Regions from separate parts of the Dromaius novaehollandiae genome. Here region 1 is linked to region 2. The links are chromatin contacts, called in public Hi-C maps. All regions are on one chromosome and are shown on one strand. The core of a region is the stretch at or near the end of the contact, and the rest is flanking DNA. Distances in the headings are between cores, read along the strand shown.

Region 1 (6,255 bases), core at 2,042-4,541, 150 kb after region 2:
CAGTGGCCAATAACAGATGCCCAGGGAAGACTATAACAGCAAGGTAAGTCTGTAAAGATACTTCCCCTGAATACTTTCCCACCCTCCAAGAATTTGAGGCTCAAGGACTACTTGAGGCAGAGATGGTGTCTTAATATTCAATAAATCTCAATGGATATCTTTTCAATATATTTGTCTGGTCACTTTTCCAATCCAAGTAAACTTTTAACATCCGGAGTGTCATGCAGCAAGGAGTTCCACAGCTTTCACTGCACACTGGACAGTCAACCAGCTTCTCTCTTTATTCTGAATATCCTTTTGTTAGCATTGAATGTTTTTTTCATTTGTGTCTTCTTGGAAAGAGTCTCGGCTCACTTTTCTGCTTTACATTGGTGCCTGTGGTTGGTGGAAAGTTTTCCAAGACGTCTTGGCAGCTCCCTGTCCACGTCTCTCTCAAATTCTAGTGTCAAGACTACTAATGAAGAGTTCAAACGTTTGTTGGATTTGGCAGAAAGAGAGTACCCAGAGACTGTTTTCGTGCAACTGTCTCTGAGTGGGTGAAGCTAAATGTGGAGATGAGGGAGGAGGACAGGACTAGGGTGTGTGCATGAGGGAGTGGAGGCCATGCAGCCATGGTTTCGCCGCACATTGTTCCTCCTAGGCTACAAAGGAGGAGCTGGATGTAGAGAAGGGCCTGTGCCAGGTGTGTGGTCAGCACGGAGTGAAAATCCAGACGTTCTGGGGATCCACGCTGTACCACCGGGACGACCTTCCCTTCAGGCCTATCACCAGGTGGGATGCTCCACGATACCTCTCATTCCTCTTCTCCCTCATTTATTGCTTACTCCACTGAACTGCTCAGAGCAGATCTAGCCATCCAGTTCCACTGGGAAAGGACCATTAGTTCATCTGCATTTATGGAGCAGTGCTGTCATGTACATCAAGGGGAAGGGACATGTTCATCCCTCTCTGCCAGTAGCATTTGCTCATCAATATGCATCAAAATGAGGGGCTTGTTTGATCATTGACTGAGGGACTGATTTCTCTTCCTCTGTCCCCCAGCACAGTTTGGATACTCAGTCTGCAGTGCCCAGAGACCCTGTGGCATTGGACTGGATTGCTCCATTACCCCATCTGGCTGAATGCAGGTGCCTGTGAAAGTAGACCTCTGTATGTGGGCTCTTCACCTTTGGCTCTCGCAATAATCACTGGAGATCTAGTTGGTGGAGCTGAGTGATTCATGTTATCCTACAGAAGATCTATAAAACAGGGCAGAAGAATCAGGCCATTAAAATGCCTGTTTCTCTCCATTGACTATAAAGGAAGCCTGAGGTTGCAGACCTGTATGGTGCAGATTTGTGGACAATGTAAAGTTAGGTGAGATAAACCTCACCCTTGTGGATTGTCCCATCAGGACACTCCATAAATCCCTCTTATTGAAAAGGCACCATTTTGATCAGAAGCAAACAAAACCTGTGTGAATGACTGAACTTCTGATTGCTGCTATCCCCAGGGGAGTCTACCTCTTTTGTGCAAGGTGATGTGCAAGCATGTATGAAAAATATGTACACCACCCTCAGGAGAGTGCAATCTGAGATACTAATCCTCTGTCAGCAGAAGCTAACTGGTGCTCTGTGGAGGGGCCAGGATAGCCGTCCCCCGAAGGTCTGATTGCACTGTAATCTGTACAGATTGCCTGATGTCTACACTGAATTTCGAAAAGCCATGGAAACTGAGGCAAAGGTACGACCAACGCTCCACATGGCAGATCAGCTAAAGCCCCTGGCTGCAGGGGTGGAAGAAGGATGTATCCCTACAATGGAGGATTTGGGACAGAAGGGTAAGAAAACTTAATTTGGCAGCTGCCCCCATGAAATTTCTACTGAGAGATGTCTCTTATTGAGAATCAGAGGTCCTCCAAGGCAGTGAGGGCCCTTCAGACTGTAACTCAGCATCTGTTTGCTCATACATCAAACCAGACTGTTGGCAGGTTGAAGGTAAACTCCCTGCATGGAGAAGCAGGGGCGGCAAGCCCTGGAGTGGAGTGGAAAATATCCTTTTAATCAGTATTTTTGAATGTGTTTGATGTGGCCCTTCTTGTTCCAGGGATCACTGAGCACAATCATGTATTTCCCCAAAGCAGAGAGACCTAATGGTGAACTCCTCTAGTTTTTATGCTCCCTGCCTTTGAGCTGCTTCCGAGAGCTGATTTTTCTTGGTAACAATCTAATGGTTATTTTCTATGGCAGATTTTGTAACTGATCCACGAACAGCCTTCCCCTGCAGTGGAGGAGAGACTCAGGCTTTAATGAGACTACAGTATTATTTTTGGGACACGGTAACGCTTACATTTCCTTGTCTGCATCCTCCGCTATATACATATGGTTGTGCAAGTGGGTGAGGCTGCAATTTCATTTCCTACTAATATTTCCTTAGCTCCTGTATAGCACTTTACAAAGGAGAGAATTAGCATTATATTAGTTTTTCAGACAGAGAAGCTGAGTCAAAAAGAAGTCATCCAGGCACTGGGATTATAATCTAAGTACTTGGGAACCTAATTTAGAGGCCAGCAGTCTTAAGACTTTCTTTTTCCACCAACTTTTGGGAATTGGGACCATCTTTTGGCTCCTTTACGTTGATTTGCCCTTGATTTGCCATTTCTTTGACTCTCCCTCCCCGGGTCAGCAGCAGTTTAGTTCCTCCACTTTGGAGGAGTGAGAAGTGGCCTGAAGGGCTGCAATTGCAATTGAGGTGAGGAACAACTGACCCCAGCTGCTGCCCAGTGCCTCCATTAGGATGCCTTTGGGGAGCGTATATAGTGCCTAATCCTGGCCAAGCATGAATACACTCGGTGCTGGAAAACCTGTTGCCTTTTTGTGAGGCAAATATTATCAGCCCTTGGTGGTCCAGAACAGCCCATTAGCAGTTGTAACCTGTGCAGCCAAGGGGATTAGGGAGAGATTGGGCTTTCCTATAATGTCCTTTGCACTGGCAGTGAAGTGTCCAGAAAATGGAGAATCTGCACCTAGCTGTGAGTGGCGGTGGCCCAGACAATAACAGCAATCAGGATTCCTGCAGCTGGGTGTTGGGTGCTGTAGGACACTGCGGTGGACCCAGCTAGCAGTCCCAACCTGGCTGCCAGCGGTGCCTCTAAGTGGATTATTGAACCAGAGTGAGATCTGTGCAGGCAGGGCGTAGCGCAGCCAGTTTCATGACACTTGTAGAAAGCGATGTGCCACAGGCTGAAGGGGGAGCATGGCTTGTGACACACATCCCAGAGCTAGAAGGAAAACTGCTGGCCTGATTAATTCCAGTGTGCTGGAGGCAAGTTTGGCAGCCCTGTAATCCTTGCAGGCAGCCGTGAGAGGGAGCCTGGCTCTGCCAGATTGCTCTGGCTCCCATGAGAGCATGAGAGAAAGCATGTTTTCTAGGTTGTATGTTCTCTATTTAAACATCTTTTGTTGTTTCTCACACAGAACCTGGTTGCCTCTTACAAGGAGACACGGAATGGCCTGATAGGAATGGATTATTCAACCAAATTTGCACCATGGTAAAGATCTTTTGCTGTGAGACTTTAAGCTCTGTCTCTCCCCCACTTTAAATTGATGTTACCTGTCGGCTGCACACTCATACGGCATGGATAGCGGTGTAGGTGTGATCCCCTTGCCCTGAGCTTTTTGTCTGGGGTACAGCAGTCTCAGAGCTGCTCTTTATTGCACTCCCAGCCAGCGGTTCCTTGGGAAGGTTCTTGCACCTAGGAATATCTGAAGTGTAGCAATACTATGCCAAGTGCCCAGTGTGAGCAGAGATGTGGACAGGGCCCTGGAGAGACATGTGACTTGTCTTCGACTTTGTGCAGCTTTGTGTATCAAGAGTGGTTCAGAGCACGCAGGGAAGAAGTAGTTTCGCAAGCAGCATGTTGATGGGGCTGCAGCAGAACTAAATCCACTCCTGGTTTGCTGAATATTTTGGGGCAAGTCACCTCGCCTCACTGCTATTCCATTTTACTGTGGAAATGAAGGGCCACTTCTGATTATTATTATTGCAAAAGGAGCTCTAGTTTGTGTAAGTATGATGACTTCTAATCAGGGGCTTTAGTCTCCAGGGCTGGAAGGGACAGAGTTAATTCCAGACTGAACCTGCTGCAGCAGAACTCCGTTTAGCCTGATGCGGAGAACATCTGGAGTGTGTCCCTGACCGAATTACAGTGTGAAATAATTGTTTTCCGGGGCTGTTACTGGTCAGGATTTCTTCTTTTCAAGCAGGCGGTTTCGGTGGCTGCAGTGGATGGCTCCACCTCGTGGCACTTTGGGGTCCCAGGAGCACAGGCGCTGCAGGAAGTTCTGTATCCGCGGTGGCCTCCGCTCCCACCTTTCCAAAGTGATCATTTATTCGCCCAGAGCAGACAGTCCTGATGTGTCTGCGCCCAAGTGTTCTTCTGTCAGAGAATCAAAGTCAGAGCTGTTCGGGTTGCAGCCAGTCATTCACATCTCATACTGGCCATTTCTGAGTGTTAGAGCTTGTTAACAGTTATGGAAAAGCTTTTCAGACCATTTTTTCCTGTTTTCCAAAATTTATCAGAATGTTAAATGTTTCTGTAAGCTCTAGTGAGAAATTACATTAAAATACATTTCTGGGAAAATCAAGGTAAAGGTTATTTCTTGAATCTCCCCTTGCAAAAGATTTGACTCTACAAGCTCTTTTCTGCCTTGCATAGCAGTGACCTGGAACAAGTGGAAGGAGCCCAGTGGGTTGTAATGCTAGGGCTGGGTTCGGTTCCCAGCTTCTCCTAACCCATCTGAGATTTTCAGCAAGTCCTTTGCCTTCTCTGAATCATGGTTGCTCGGACGAGATGGTCAAGTAATGCAATAGGAGCTGCAGACATGATAAATAGGCTTGTAGTAGAAGGAATGCTGTGGAACAGCTAAAGCAGACAACGGAGAGGTTGATATTTGGGATCCATTTCTGGGTTTGTCATTGATACACTAAGTCACTGGCTGATATGAGAAAGTCTTTTAGGCGGAATTTGTCAAACTTCTGTGAAATGATCTCTCTTGGTAGCTTGGGGTCTCCCGTAACAGTCATCGAAAACGGGAAGGAAGGATTGTGATTTGTATTTTCACTTGGAGTTGCAAAAACATCATATGACTTGACAAAAGTCGTTTGGGAAGTCTGTGGCAGAACTGCAGACTGAGCTAAGGCTTTCAGGCAGCAACTCTAAGCGCAAAACTGCCCCCCCACTCCCTCTCTGCAGATGTCCAGCTGTCAGTCCCTTACTGCATTTTAGCCATCTTCCTTCTGCTTTCAGGCTGGCATTAGGCTGCATTTCACCGCGATACATCTATGAGCAGATCCGGAAGTATGAAAAAGACAGAACGGCAAATCAGAGCACATATTGGTATGACCCTGCATGATCACCATGGCTTGTTTTCTCTGAAAAGCAAACTGGCATCTCATGCACAGGAGAGAGTGATTTGTCAATTTTCTCCTTAATTAATGTTTGGTTTTCCCGTGCCTGCTGTCTGGTTTCCCTGGGTTGCATTGCACTTCTGTTTCCATATGGATTTATTAGCTGCCTTTAGCATCCAGAGCTTTAGGCACTTTATAAGTCAAGATTATTAGTGCTAGTTGTCATTAGTATTGCTGGGAAATTGTGGTTCTTAGTTTTTAACATTGATCTCTGTAAATCAGCACCATCCCTCTCTGAATTGTTATACTGAGCTAGATGAGAAGGGGAAAAATGACTTGCAACTAAAAGCCAAAGGATTTCTCATCACAGTGATATGAGTTTCACCCAATATTTAGCATCGCAGCAACTGTGTGACTTGTGCAAATCGCACCGTGTCAGAAGCACTGCAGGACCTCTGGCCACAGCCCTGCCAGCAGGCCTGTGCTTGCTCAGCTGCCTGGCCGTGATCACAACTCCATAGCGAGGGGAAGAGCCGACTTAGAAGCGGGCTTAATGCATCCAGCCTTCCCAGGCCCTTCCTTACCCCACTGCTGGCTGCTCGCCGGCCTGCGGGTTGTACTGGGGGAGCCTGCGCTGCTGGGGGACAGTTGAGCTCAGTGTATCTGTCTCTGGGCTGGCCTTTGGCTTACTCATATGCTCCCGATCCACACAGACACAGTGAATTAAAACCCATCTAACCCTACTGAGGTAAGAATTCCCTCTTAGAGGGGTTGGGACAGCCTCTTAGTGCAGGCTACAGTGATGGCAGTGAATTCAGATCCACGCTTAGCTAGCGGTGTGGCTGAAACCTCCAAGAGATCACTCGT
Region 2 (6,289 bases), core at 2,351-4,850:
AGAATATTTTTCTAGTTGCCATGTCTGAAAGTTTTACTGGGTTTTAAAGTCAGACTGTTAATGCTGTTTTTATTTCATCTTCACAATACACATGGTGACATGCGAAGGAGATCTGCATTCAGATGATACTTGTTTGGCCGCATTTGTCTCTGCAGTACTTAGGGGGAAAAAACATCACTTCACCAGTGTAGAGAATAAATACCCTTTACCCAACATACATTTAAGAGAATATGCTAGATGAAGACTAAAGTATTTTTAGCTTCTCAGTTATCTGATCAGAGCCTTAATACAGTGGGTTTTTTTGTTTTTTTTTAAGTTTTCCTGAATACACGGAAACCTTAATATGACCATTGGAGGGCAGCAACGTCAAAGTCAATCATACCCCCAGAATACTTACGGGAACTGTGCTGTGAACACCCAGACCTAAGGAGGAGACTATTATTCCTGCTTCCCCCAATGGGAATATGAATAGTGCAATTCTTCCCCAGCAAAAGACAGTACCTTATTCTCCTGCATCTAAAAAATGCCATGTGAAGCCTACATGACTTGCCTTCTCTCCAGAAAATCCTAAAAATATCCAAAAATGTTTGCAGTCTTTAGCATTCTAAACCCTCTTTTTTTTTTTTTTTTTTTTTTTTTTTTTTACCAACATATAACTCATGGCATTTTATATACATATACACACACACACACACATATATATTTGGATTATATTTATATTTGAGAGATATAGATAGATCAATTCCAAATGAATCCATAGTGTTGCGCTAACATAGTGTGGATAGCACTTTCAGCAGAATTTTTAAGTTTTTTTTTTTAATTTTTAACAGAGTCTTACATTTTGTAATTTCAAAGAAACCTTTCAAATATCATGTGAGTGTTACCACTTTAGTGAGTCCTCCCTCTGCAAGGAAGTCCACTGATAGTAGAGGTTTAGGAATTGCTATGAAGATAAATGTATGAACCTTTCTGTAAGCTGTTTTATTCAGTGAAAGGACACTATAATTAGTCCATTATTATTTATGCATTTAATGAATACATGTTGACAATAATTTAGGATTCTAATTAGTCAAACACAGTTGTCCTTTGCTTTAAAAATGTGTAAAGTAATATACTGGCTGACTTACAAGCTTAGATCATAACATCCGCCTATACTTGCAATAAAATATGAGCAAGATAAATAAAACTAATTTAAAACCTGAATTTTTGTACAAAAGGGTAAGATGTAGCTCTACTTTGCAATATGGCTTTGTACACATCACTTGTTACACAGTTCTTTAGCTCCCTGGTTGTATTTGAATCACATCTGGCCACTTTATAGATATATATTTTGCTACTTATTACTACTGTCAGTTTTGCAAAGCTAACAATCAGAAAGAACAAGCCAGGCTTGCCATATGCATAATGTCATTTGGTGCTTGGATGCCTGAACGATCCACCCACCATGACTACAAGGTGATTTGGTTAGGTTACAATGGGAAGGACCTTTTAACAACACATTACTACAAGCAGAAAGCATGTTTTTGGATAACTGTTGATTTTTTTCACAGTCCTGGTGGTACAACAAGAGGACCACTTGGGGGGTTCGAACAAAATAAATATCGAAAAGCAATATGACTCTCGCACAGCCCAGAAACACCTTTTAAGAGTGGAATAATCTGGACTGTAGCAGAACAAATGATTCCTCTACGAAGAGGGAGTGACTGTGACTTCGACTATGTCTACATTAGCAAGAAGCATGGTGCAATAGGAGCAGACCTACAGCGCAAAAAGTTGTTGCTGAGGAGACAATGTCCACACTATATGTATTTGGGGATGTTTTACTTCAGATGACCTTTGGTCTGATCCTGTAGATTGAATGTGCTTTAGCAGATGGAGCATATGAGATGAAATCCTGGAGCTCTTTCAGGCTAGCTTCCTCCTCGGGAAATGCAGTTGGTGTGCTCCGAGACGACTCCACGCCGTGCACAAAAGCAGGGGAAGCGGGGCCATCAGGACAGTTACTTCAGATACACACTCCTGATCCGAATCAACACATCAGTGTAAGATGCAGCCTTATGCAGCACATACAGGGGAAATACAAGGCAAAAATTTCTGGTAGGTGTCATACATGGTGGTTAGAGAAAGTGTCTACATTTGGACAAGCTATGCCTACAACCGTAGGCTAAACCTTCTGTTCGGTGGCTTTTTTAGCATTTCCTATATTCATGATTCTCCATTCAGCCTTTGAAAGTTAAATAGATTAGCATGGTGATCAAGAGAGTGAGATATATGCAAATTGTTCTTAACTTTTATAGTGTTTACATGGAAATGTGAATATCTTAACTGCATTAAACAGCTGTATGATGGGAATAGTGCTATCTATTTTTTAAGGTTGTGAGTTAATGATGACAGCATAAAAATGAGATCTGGTCAAAAATATATTAGTGTTGGATGGGAAACTGCACTGTGTACAGCTCTGGATCAGCCTTTAAACGCTCCCTTCGGATATTGGGTTTGCCCATGGCGTAGGTAGATCTCACCCTCATTTTCCGATCTCATGGTAAGTTTGTTGGACTGCAGATGGAAAAAAAGCATCCGCCTTCTAAACTGAGATGATCTGCCTGGCAAGTTGTTGAAAAACAGCAAAGATGAAAGAACAGAAAGCTTTTTCCGCGGTCAGTTCTCATATACATCTATATACTACTTTAAACAGAAACATCTGCTTTACTGCCACTACTCTAAGGCTTTCTTAAATGCTGGGAAAGGATTCTGCAAAAATGCTGGATTTCATTAACATTCCCGTTAGCAAGCAGATGTTATAACCAATTGCAATAGCACATGACCAGAAAACTTGGGATTCTGATGTGGAAACAGGTCAAAATGTGGGACACTCCAAGCTACTAGAGGTAGGACACACGTACGTGCCTGTGCAGCCACCAGGAACAGAGCTGTGACCCTCTCCTAGGGGAAAACAGGTGCATCTGGTCTAGTTCTTGTCGGATGACAGGAATTCCTCCGATTTACCTTAGGCTCTTGAATGTGATATTACGGACACGCTTGGAGGTTTCCCTTGGGGAAGTTTCCCTTTTTGCAAAGAAACCAAAATACAGCCTTGCTAGGGGTCTAATTTGGTGCCACGTTAGGTAAAAGGAAACGCAGTAGCAAACCCGCCGGCCGCAGGCCCGTGGACGCCGCTTTTCGCCCGCGTGCTCAGGGGAAGGAGCACAGCGGCACTCGCGAGGGTGGGTTATTTTTCGGAAGACCCCGTCAGAGGGCAGTACCACACCAGCGTGTCAGGCGAGGTGGCCGCGGCCCCCGCAGATCCGCGTTATGGTCGCGGAGCGCGGCCGCCCCGGCCGTGGTGGTGGAGGAGAGGCCTCGGGGGTCGCGGCCTGGTTCCTCCAGGCCAAGCAGGACACCGGGGGGAGGTGGAAAAATAAATAAAATAAATAAAAGGAGGCTGGAGAAATGAAAAAAGCCACTGTGCTGGGAACGCAGTGAAGGCAAGCGCTGTTTCTAAGGCAAATATCACCCTCCTCGGCCAAGGGAAGGCAGCTGTTGTTAGCAACCGGCGTACACAGAGGCCGCGGCGCGGGGCCGGCCGGGGCGGCCAGGGGGAAGAGGCAGCGGGTCCTGCCGCCCGCGATATCCCGCACCGCCCGCCGTTGCCCTCGGGGACGGGCGCCGTGAGGAGCGCGAGGATGTCAGCTCGCGCAGCTAGGCCGCCCTTGGGGACACCGAGCGGCGGGGCCTGGCCGCCCCGGCCCTTGGCACCGCCTGTGCTGTCGCCTGGCAACGGCCCAGGCCTGAGGCGGCGGGGAGAGGCCCCAGGCGGCGGCGGGAGGCCTGAGGCGGTGGCAGAGAGGCGGCAGGGCCGGGCCGGCCGCGGAGACCCCGGAGCCAGGCTTGGCATGGCTCAGCACGGCCTGTACCCCGGGATGCAGGTAACGCACCGCGGCTGGACCCCGCGGGCGGGCACGCACACACACACACACACACACACACACACACACGCACACACACACACATGCGCACACACACCCCTGCCCACAGCCTGGTGCACACACATGCACGTACACACACTCTGCACATCCCCCCCACACACACGCTCACACACACACACACACACACACACACTCCCTGCATATCCCTGCGCGCACACACACACACACAAAAAAAAACCCGAGCGTACACACACCCCCCGCTCACAGCCTGACGCACACACATGTGCACACCCACACACTGCATATTCCCCGCACACCCACACCCACACACTCTGCACATCCCTACACACACACACACACTCCCTGCACAGCCCTACACACACACATCCCTGCGCACACCTGGCACAGACACACACACACTCTGCACATCCCTACACACACACACACACACACACACCTGGCACAGACACACACACACACACACACACACACACACACACACACACACGCACTCCCTGCACACCCCTACACCCCCAGTCTGCAGCACACGCGCGCCCCTGTGCACACCGAAAGCTGTGCGTGCAGCCCATCGCACACGCATGTGGCTGGCACAGACGCGCGCCCGGCGTGCAGCCCACACCTCTGTGCTCACACTCACACTCTGTGTCCTTTACTGCACGAGCTCTCTGACCTGCTCCAAGCACTTCCCTTAAGCCGAGAGAAATCCCGTTCTAGCTCTTCTGGCAATAAAAGAGGACGTGGATGATTAGCCCTAGTGTATTTGCTGACATTTGGCGGCGTTAACTACCTGTCCAGTTTCCTCTCCCCAAACGCAGATTTGTTTCACAATTATATAAGTAAATTTAAACTTTACTGCAGAACTGAATAATTATTTAGTCATTCTAGCATGTTTTATGTGGTAGCCCGTGTCTCACCCTAGAAAATTCCTCATTCCCATCTCTATGTTTAAGCATTAACAGCCTCATTTTCTCTCCTCAGGACATTTCTCATTTGTTGATTAGCACCTTTAAGGACCTGTATACTGCAGATGTTATAGGGGTGGACATGGAGACAAACTTGATCAAGTCCCGCGGAGGAGATGATGTTTATCGTGAGACTTTTACGGAGGAGCTCCAGAAGGTACAGGTCAAAACCAAGTCAGAGTTGAGAGCTCTGTTCACATTTACTACACATACGTGTTCATTGCTAAATTACAATTTCTAGGTCTTTGGGGGGGGAAAGTTTTTTTTCCCCCTAGAATTGACATCTTAATGGACAGTTTTTTAGGTACCGAAATTTACTTGAATATGTTTTCCCACAGGATCTTTCCTATAGATTGGTATTCATCACATGATCCTTGTAACAACACGTACTATTCTCTGTCCTGGAAGCTTTCTCAGACACAAAATATAACCAATCACCCTTTAAAAGCCTATTCTGCTACCTGCTGGCAACATAACCTCTCTGTATAATTGAAAGTCACTGTACTAGACTTCCTATCTCACAATAACATATTCTCATGTGTTGCATTTTGAAAAGAGGTGCTGCAAAGATACTTAAATATAGTTTTGCCACCTTAGTGGTGCACTATGATACATAATTCATTAGTGTTTTTAAAGCTATCTGGAAATCTTGGATGAAAACAACAGTAGGAATGCAAAATACTTGTATTAATCATACTGCTCTGGTAGCTGTTGTCAGTGTGTGAGTGGAGGCTATTGTTAGGATGATTTGAGCAACATCTATTTTGTTTTGTTTTGTTTTCCCTTTTGCGTCATACTTTCTCAAAGGTTATCATACCTGAAAAACCTGAAGTTTTATATTTCTTTTGAGTCATTTGTCATTATATCAGTGGACACAAGTTGTTCTGAGTAATAAAATGTGAATACTGTCTCCTGAAATTGATTGCTTGGATAAGATTCATCTCAACTGACAGTACATGCCTCTAATGTGTATGTTACAGCTGAACTAGCCACCCACAGCTCTCTGTATCATCACAGAAGAAAAACAGGCCCTTTTTAGGGCATGATTCATCTAATCCATTTTAGATATCTACTTTGGCATGGGACAGAGTCATGTCCTAGATTCTATTGACAGTGGAGAGATCCCAGAACGAGCAGGACAGGAGGAGGCATCTGGTTTTAGCAGAGATGCAGCTTGCCCTTTCTATTTAAAAATTTTTCAGCCATGAGATTAAACCATGTTACATAAAAGTTCTGCAAAAAGCTCAGTGATAGGCTACAGATGTTCTGAGACCAGTGTCTGTAATTTTCACTTGGCATTGCTCCTGTCCATCTCTGTGCCTCTGCCAAATTGTTTCTTTGGCTTAGATTGATACCTCTTTGAGGCAGGATCTTCTTTTG

Evidence for each region. A called contact is a pair of places that touch in the nucleus more often than the background predicts.
Region 1: a contact with region 2 is called in a Hi-C map of ovary, with 4 times the contacts expected there. The contact joins the enhancer-like site here to the promoter of DLEC1 in region 2. A contact is called at or near these places in 2 of 4 Hi-C or Micro-C datasets (brain and ovary).

The regions. Positions count from the first base shown.
Region 1 is chr2:6,121,145-6,127,399 of bDroNov1.hap1, forward strand. LOC112981185 (cryptochrome DASH-like) reads left to right here. Exons shown (of 14, transcript XM_026096646.2): 4 at 641-771; 5 at 1,671-1,819; 6 at 2,229-2,317; 7 at 3,456-3,529; 8 at 5,288-5,377. Among named protein-coding and RNA genes, the nearest start is that of MYD88, 16 kb to the right of the region's middle. Within about 2 kb of position 3,292, at least 2 of the 2 cell types and tissues checked have open chromatin away from gene starts, as enhancers often do.
Region 2 is chr2:5,968,234-5,974,522 of bDroNov1.hap1, forward strand. DLEC1 (DLEC1 cilia and flagella associated protein) reads left to right here and starts at 3,601. Exons shown (of 38, transcript XM_064505693.1): 1 at 3,601-3,926; 2 at 4,926-5,066. The coding sequence starts at 3,684.